2 separate regions of the Mus musculus genome follow, and region 2 is linked to region 1. A link is a contact called in public Micro-C data. All regions are on one chromosome and are shown on one strand. Each heading gives the region's core, a stretch centred on a gene start, on an enhancer-like site or on the middle of the called end of the contact. The rest is flanking DNA. Distances are from core to core; before and after follow the strand shown.

The links. Hi-C and Micro-C count contacts between places; a contact is called where the count stands out from the background.
Region 2: a contact with region 1 is called in a Micro-C map of muscle stem cells, with 1.9 times the contacts expected there. The contact joins the promoter of Ggn here to the enhancer-like site in region 1. A contact is called at or near these places in 16 of 39 promoter capture datasets (the 3T3-L1 cell line, 3T3-L1-derived adipocytes, the C10 cell line and 9 more), 18 of 484 Hi-C or Micro-C datasets (B cells, the G1E-ER4 cell line, bone marrow-derived macrophages and 8 more), 19 of 115 datasets of contacts at active chromatin or transcription factors (the 230-238 cell line, the HPC-7 cell line, astrocytes and 9 more) and 2 of 9 other capture datasets (adipose tissue and pancreatic islet).

What each region holds. Positions count from the first base shown.
Region 1 is chr7:29,060,184-29,064,173 of GRCm38.p6, forward strand. Ryr1 (ryanodine receptor 1, skeletal muscle) reads right to left here. Exons shown (of 106, transcript NM_009109.2): 64 at 1,960-2,041; 65 at 1,325-1,455. Among named protein-coding and RNA genes, the nearest start is that of Gm26604, 9.4 kb to the right of the region's middle. Within about 2 kb of position 1,503, at least 43 of the 459 cell types and tissues checked have an H3K27ac peak or open chromatin away from gene starts, as enhancers often do. A contact at or near this core is called in cerebral cortex and muscle stem cells, where this site is marked.
Region 2 is chr7:29,168,225-29,172,515 of GRCm38.p6, forward strand. It overlaps Ggn (gametogenetin), which reads left to right and starts at 1,986. Exons shown (of 3, transcript NM_001358852.1): 1 at 1,986-2,217; 2 at 2,954-4,291. The coding sequence starts at 2,973. It overlaps Spred3 (sprouty-related EVH1 domain containing 3), which reads right to left and starts at 423. Exons shown (of 6, transcript NM_182927.3): 1 at 296-423.

The sequences.
Region 1 (3,990 bases), core at 253-2,752:
TCCCTACAACCCGCCTGACACCTAAACCACCTTATACCTGAAAGAGTCTCCAAGAGCCCATCCTGCCTATCTCAGCCTCCAACCCAGGTGCCTTCCACAGCTTCCCACTGAAACTGTGACCCCCCAAGAACTTTACACCTCAACATCATTAATCCCTAAAGCCAAATACAAGATTTGTCCCCAACCTCTAAATATACCCCTGGCATGGAACTTGATCTCACTATGGAGAAGAGGCTGGCCTCGAACTCACTATGTAGACTAGGCTGGTCTTGAACTCACAGAGATCCACCAGCCTCTGCTTCCAGAGTGCTGGGAGTAAGGGCGTGTGACTCCATGCCTGGAACGATGTGGGACTTCCACACTGAACTTCTGAAGCAAGAACCTCAACTTTTTATTCTGATGGGGTCTCGCGCAAGCCTTGAGCCCTAAACACCTTCACTCCTAAAATCACCCTAACTCTATGTCTGCTACGTGGCAAGTTGCAAAAAAAGTGCTTTCCAACCCTGGTGGGCCCCATGCTAGACCCTCCCACCTCAGCCCTCAGAGCAGGAAGAGGAGAGGCCTGGGCTGTCTCCACCATCTGGAGCCCCCCAGTTTCAGGTCTCAGCTCCAGACTCCAATTTTGTTTCTGGAAACCCACAGTCCATCACCCACTGTTCCCTTCCATGGGCTGGAAGTAGGATTTTTTTTTCTTTTTCTTTTTGAAGGTGGGGGGTGGGGAGGAGGAGACTGAGCCTCATGTAGTCCAGGCTGGCCTCAAACTTTCTAAGGAGTGAAGATGGCCCCGGAGAAGGCCTTCCAGTTCTTATATTCCAGATTTCGGGGTACAAGCTCATGCTACCACACTCGGCTGGGTTTGGGGAGCACAGCATGACTCTCCTGATTGGATATTTTCTGAGCCCCACTCCTGGCTCTAACCCCAGGGTTGAGAAGACAGGATGCCTGCCTGTGGCTTGTGTGGCCACCACCTCTGACTCTTGCCCCTAAGTGGCACTCCGCAGACATTGTGAATGAAAAATATCCACGATAAGCTCGGGTCATTCAAACCTCTAGGACACCACAAGGTACCTGCCTCCCTAAACTTCGCATTACCAAATCCATAGTCAGCCTCACAGCTCCAAACTTCATCTCTGTCCCCCTAACCCTCCCAGAGGAGTAGCTTTGGATGGCCCCTTACAGCACAGCCCAGATCCCTCAAGGTCTGGCTGTTGTGGAACACTAGTATCCCAGAGACTTCTCAGCCCCATCACAGCTCAGATTTAGGGAGCACTTCACCCCGAGCTCTCCTGTGCCCCTGACAGCTGCCCCAGCCCACGCGACTCACTGGCCCGCTCTCGAGGAGACTTGGTGGTGTAGACAGAGCAGGCGTTGTATTCATTCAGCTCAGGCTCCAGGAATGCCACTGGCATGGCTGCGGCCAGGCGGGCCAGGCATTCCCCCAGGGCTGGCCGCAGTCTGGAAGGAGAGCTGCAGTTAGTTTCCATGCGCCCCTCCGCTGAGTTTTGAGCCCCAGCCCATTCTGCACAGGAGCGTCCCTAGTGGTCCGTTCTGGAGCAGATTTGCAGGCGCCGCTCTCGTGTGCACCCTTCTCTGCGTGCCTGGCAAAAAGACTTGTACGCAGACTGAAATGTTCCTCTCTAGCGATCTCCAGCATGCTGCTGCCCCGTTTCTGCACGTCTCCTGCCCGGTCAAGCTTGCTCCCAGAGAAGTCACTCAAGCCTCCTTATGTGTCTGGTTCCCACTCTCCCAGATCCCACAGCCTGTTTCTATCCCTGGCCTTTCCACTAGCGCCCTCTTTTGGCTTCTGGCGTGAACTTCAGTTACCCTAGTTTAGTTGCAAGTTCAAGATTTTAATATGTCCAGCTTTGCACCCCCTCCCCACTTCACATGCCCCCTCCTTTCATCCCAATAGTCTCTAAGTGTCTATATAAACCCAATAATCTGTCCCATTTTTCTCACTTTTCCACATAGGGGTTCCTGGTGGTTCCCAGAGAGTAGATACTGCAGAGCGTTCGGTAGCAAGACACTTGTACGTCATCCACTGGAGAGGAGAGAGTGAGGGTCTGGGTTGTGCCCAACTCATGTCACCTTCTCTGTCACCAATATTTATGCTTTGTAACTCAGCCAAGACCAGCTCTCTTCTGGCCTCAGGTTCCCTATCTGTAAAGTGGGATTATTGTAGTACCTTCAGCACAAGGTAGGTTGAGGATCAAATTAATTGTTGCTGTTGCTTTAATTTGTGATGTTGGGGGTGGAACATGGACCCTCACACATGCTAGGCAAGTGTTCTACCACTGGACCACACCCAATTCTTAAATAAATTAATGCCCAAAAATTAATTAGAAAAGAGGACATAGGCTGGGCAGTGGTGGCCCACACTTTTAATCCCAGCATGTGCTGGGGTGCCGAGTGCAGGGAGTGGGGGTAGAGGTTGGCGGATTTCTGAGTTAGAAGTCAGCCTGGTCTACAGAGTGAGTTCTGGGACAGCAAGGGCTACACAGAAAGACCCTGCTTCAAAGAAACCAAAAACCAAAAACAAACAAACAAATAAAAACAAAAAAGAAAGAAGGAGGACATGGGAGGGGCTTACTATAAGCGGGAGGGACTTATTTTGCCTCAGATATCTTTGATGAACATGATAACACTTCTTCGAGAACCTAGCACACACGTGTGTATGGTTTCAGGCAGCATAAACCCCTCCCTCAGAGCCAAGGTTAAGATCCTCACTGACTGTACAAATCCATCAGGACAACAGGGGGCAGGGAGGTTCAAGATTTAGACAAAAAAACTATAAAGAGAAAACAAAATACAACGGGAGTGATGTCACAGCATCTATATTTTTCCATGTGTGCATGTTTGTGTGATACATGTATGTGTTCCAGTGTGTGTGCATGTGAAGGTCAGAGGTCAAAAGTAATCAGTCGCTTGATTCCTTCCTTCTTTTCTTCCATCTGAATTGCTTTTTTAGGGGTACGGGGTGGGTTCAAGACAGGTTTCTCTGTGCAGCCCTGGCTGCCCTGGAACTAGCTCTGTAGACCAGACATGCACCACCGCTGCCCGGCCTGAACTGCTTCTTTCAGGCAGTCCAGCTCAGCGAGAATTTCTGACTAACAAGGCCACTTCTAGATTGTTCCTTATAGGAGCTGCAGCAACTGCTCATCTCTTTCAGCCTCCTCCGCTGCCTGGGAGGAGGATGCCTGTGGTGAGACGTGTGAGGGAAAGACACCGTTTCAGAGAAGGCAAGCAGAGCCCAGAGACAGAGGGGAGGTTCTGACCTTACGACTTTTCTCATCTGCTTTGGACAGTGCAACATTCAAGAGAGAGAAACTTCTAGCTTGTTTGCGTTACAGTGATTTAAAGTCACTGGATCTCTGGCACAAGTAGCTAAATCTACTTTGTGTAGCACCTTCATTGGGCATACTAGGCAGGGGTTCTACCACTGAGCCACGCCCCCAGCCGCTCATTGGGAGATTCTAGGTAGGAGCTCTACATTGAGCCACGCCCCCAGCCACTCAATGGGGGATTCTAGGCAGGGGCTCTAACACTGAGCCACGCCCCCAGCCGCTCATTGGGAGATTCTAGGTAAGGGCTCTACCACTGAGCCACGCCCCCAGCCCCTCACTGGGGGATTCTAGGCAGGGGCTCTACCACTGAGCCACTCCCCCAGCTGCTCATTGGGAGATTCTAGGCAAGGGCTCTACCACTGAGCCACGCCCCCAGCTGCTCATTGGGAGAGTCTAGGCAGGGGCTCTACCACCGAGAAATACACTCCCGTTGTATTTTGTTTTCTAAGGAGTGCTTTTAGCCTTTCATTGTGAACTCTGTAGGAGAGCTACTCAGTGAGTCTTTCTTCCAGCCCTTCACTGCTGGATACCAGCCCAGTGTTATACCACTCAGCCCTTGCTTTTCTTATGCTTTTTGTAAGTCAAGACCTCACTCTGTAGCCCAGGCGGTCCTGGAACTCACTATTATAGGCCAGGCTAGCCTCAA
Region 2 (4,291 bases), core at 736-3,235, 110 kb after region 1:
CCCTTATCTCCACCCCCTTAGCCTGGGTTTGCCACTTCCCCTCCCCCTACAGCTCATCCCCCTCAACCCCAGTCTCCTTCCCTCTCATCACAAACCCATAGCCCCACCCATTGTCCCCTCTCACAGCTGGATTCCTGCGCATATATATTTTCTCTGGACTCATCAACTCAGCTTCAGTGCCCCCAACACTGCCTCCGCACCCTAGTCACCCAGGCCACTAACTGGGTGAGAAACCTGGCTTCTCTCCCCCCCCCCCCTTCCCGGATTTATGAATGAGACCGGATGCAAAGCTCACTGAGTCACCCAGCAACCAGGAGATGGGCAGGGAGCAGAGAGAGAACCAGAAATGGCCAGAAAGAGAGGCCGAGAAGGAGATGGAGGCAGAGAAAACCAGCAACCGGAGACCGAAAAGATACAAGGAGCATTTCATTCACAAAAATCAAGGCTGCTCCGGTTGGTCTCAGTTGAGGGAAGCCAAGAGAGATGGGAGGGGAGATAATGATCCAGCCCCTCACCCCCCCGCCCCCCGCCATCCTTCAGAAACATTTTACCCCGCCCCCAGTTTAGGGGATGTAGCCCTCCGCCCAGCAATCAGGATTACCATTCAGCCCCACTGTCCCAGGCTCATGGAGCATGAAGTCCCAACCTTATGAGCCCAGGCAACGAGTTCTAGCCCCCTCCCCCACCTGCAGGATGTCGGGTTTCCCCAGCCGTTCAGGAGGGGAAGGGGCGGCCACAGCGCCCCCAGCCCCCTTTTCTCAATGGGATGGGATTTTGTGAATGAGCAGTCACGTGACACTGCTTCCTTTGTCCGCCCGCCTCCCCCAACAACAGGTGAAGCGGGGAAAGAGGGCTGGGGTCCCCCCCAAAGGCCTAGCTGAGATAGGGCACTGAGATCTTGGGGTGTCCTATGCTCCCACACATCTATTTTCCCGGGGAGAGTAGTCATCAGAGTTCCTCAATGGCGAGGGTCCACGACAGAATTTTGTGAATGGGGCATCCTCGGAAGAAGTCCAGGACCCCCAAATGGAGATTGGCACCCCAAATGGCTACCGCGTAGTTTGGTGCCCCCACCCCTCTTGTTCTCCCAGCTTGTGTCCGCAGGGTGCAAGGGTGGGCAGAGGATTACAGATGCGATCCAGGCTGCCCCCTCACCCTGGCAGGCAGTCTCGTCAGCCCCCCGCCCCCTCGCCACTCTGGGCACCTGCCTGGGAGGCTCCGGCCGGGCTCCGAGCGGCGGCGACGCGGCCTCCTCCTCCTCCTCCTCCTCCTCCTCCTCTTCTCTCCCGCTCCCTCACTGGCTCCGGCGGCGCTGGAGACGGGCACCGGGAGCCGGGGCGAGGGGGGAGGGAGGGGGAACCTGGAAGATGTGTGTGGGGGAGGGGGCGGCTTGGGGGAGGGGTAGAAGCAAGGCAGGCGTACATGCCCGCTGGGTCCTAGAGCCCGGCTAGGGCTACAACGAACATCTATAGCCCCCATTTTCTCGGGACCCAGAAGGGAATCCCCACTTTTCCACTTATCTGAACGGTTGGTCCCTGATGATATGAGAAGGGAACAGAAATAGACCCTGGTCCCAAGGTTCTAGAGAGAAGGTGGTCCACGGTCAGGGCTCTGAATGGGAGGGGCGGGATGCCTGGCAGGGTTCGAAAAGGGGAGGGGCCTGGGAGCCTGAGTAAGGAAGGAGGTTTGGACGCTGAAGGAACTGAGAGGGTGCGTCACGGAAGGGGCGGGCGGGTGGACCTTCTGAGCCATCCCAGGAAAGACAGGGTCTTAGAAAGAGATGCTGCCTGGACTTAGCAAGGCGGAGCTTGGACATAAATTTCCTTAGTGACAGGTCAAATAAGAGGCTCAAAAGGAGGAGCTATGTAGCAAGTGTTTGCCATGGGTGGGGGTCCGGGGAGGGGCTTAAGAGAGAGGGGTGTGGCATTATAAAGGGGTGGGGCTTAATGAGAAGGGGCCTGCCTACCCACTATGAAGAGTTTTCTGTATTTTTCTAAGGGTGATCCAGGTTTGAAGGGCTGCACTCAAGCTGGCTTGCAGGGGGCAGGGCCTCGAGCTCGGGGCGGGGCCTAGATCTCGGGGGTCGTCCTCGCTGTCTCGCCCACTTGCCTTCACCCGCACACCCGTTCTTTTCGGTTATTTTCTGCTACGGCCGTTCCCCGCCCTGCCTTGGGCCCACGGGGCAGTGATCTGATCTTTGGTCGGCTGGAGGAGTCGGTGAGTTGGGTCCACTTAAGAGGCGGAGCTGGGCGGAGCTTTAGGAAAGGGGTGGAGCCTAAGTTAAGATCTGTCACAAACGCCAAGCGGGAAAAGTTTAAGAGGCTTGAGGATTTGTTGCTGGCTAGGAAGAGGGAGGGATCCAAATGATCGACACAGAGAGACGGTGGGTGATCGGAGGGTTAGGACTGAAGGACTAGGGAACTAATTAGATCACAGTCCCAGGTATTTGTTAGGCAGAGACGGACCTGATCCGGGGCGGTGAGGGGCGAGGATATGGCCGGATTCTTGACAATCAGGAGCGACTAGAGAATGGGGCGGGGCCTGGTTAGACTAGTGTTGAAAGAGAAGCGTGAATTCATTGTTGGCTATTGGGCATAACCATCATTACCCATGTGGTTTGAAACTTTCAACAGAGAGGCTGGCGAGACTGACTCCTGGAGCCTGGAGATCCCGGGAGTGGCAAAAGTGTTAGGGATGTGATCCAAGGGATCAGGGTTGGCGCCTTTGTACACTAAGAAGTTAGGTTCGAAGAGTAAGAACTGCAGCCTTGAGACCATGGGGAAGGGGGCGTGACCATGGCGAATCGGAGAACTGAAGACTTAAGAGCCGGGGGCTGAGATAATATTGGAGGACAGGGCAGACCAATGCAGACAGGGGCAGTCCAAGAACAGCCTGAGCCGTGGAGTCCCCGCAGAACCCGCCGACTGACTGGTGAAAGTTTTTTTAACCACAGTCCCCGACCTTCTTCAAAAATGGGGAACGTGCAGTCGGAGCCGTCCGCGGGCGGGGGTTCCCGAAAAGAGCAGGCCTCAGACCGCGCCTCCGACTCCCGCAGGACGCCTCTAGTGGAGCCCGAGGTGACCCCCTCATCCCCTGCCATGCGCCTGGCTCGAGGGCTGGGCGTCTGGTTCCCTGGCAGTTCCGGGCCCCCGGGACTCCTGATACCCCCGGAGCCCCAGGCCTCATCCTCGCCCCTGCCCCTGACCTTAGAACTGCCCTCGCCAGTGACACCCCCTCCAGAGGAGGCGGCTGCGGTCTCCACACCACCCCCGCCCCCCGTGGGGACCCTGCTGCCTGCGCCATCTAAGTGGCGAAAACCCACGGGCACTTCAGTGCCTCGGATCCGCGGTCTTCTGGAGGCGAGCCATCGTGGTCAGGGTGACCCTCCAAGCCTCCGCCCGCTGCCACCGCTGCCCCGGCAACTGACCGAAAAAGACCCGGTCCTGAGGGCCCCAGCCCCACCTCCGACGCCCCTGGAACCTCGGAAACAACTACCGCCAGCACCATCAACTTGCGATCCGCAGCCCCTGAGCCGCAGAATCACTCTGGCCTCGTCGGCCACAAGCCCCACAGAAAGTCAGGTCAGACACAGCAGCGAGGGTCAGGCGGCCGGGGGAGCCCACGGAGGGGTACCTCCCCAAGCTGGAGAGGGCGAAATGGCTCGGTCTGCTACTTCCGAGTCTGGCCTGAGTCTGCTGTGTAAAGTCACCTTCAAGTCGGGGCCCCATTTGTCCCCCACATCGGCCTCGGGTCCCTTAGCAGCCAAAGCCTCACCCGGGGCCGGTGGTGGCGGACTGTTTGCCTCTTCTGGGGCCATCTCCTATGCTGAGGTCCTGAAGCAAGGGCCCCAACCTCCTGGAGCCACTCGTCCCTTGGGAGAGGTCCCTCCTGGAGCCACTCGTCCCTTGGGAGAGGTCCCTCGTGCAGCTCAGGAAACCGAGGGTGGTGACGGAGATGGCGAAGGGTGTTCTGGTCCCCCTTCGGTGCCTGCTCCCCTTGCCCGGGCTCTACCGCCGCCCCCTTACACCACCTTCCCAGGTTCAAAGCCCAAATTCGACTGGGTGAGCCCTCCTGATGGCACTGAACGGCATTTCCGATTCAATGGGGCTGTCGGGGGAATCGGGGCACCCCGACGGCGCACGACCACGCTCTCAGGGCCTTGGGGATCCCCTCCACCCAGGTCAGGTCAGACACATCCATCTTCAGGGCCTCGGAGGCCCACACCTGCCTTGTTGGCACCACCCATGTTCATCTTCCCAGCGCCAAACAATGGCGAGCCTGTTCGCCCAGT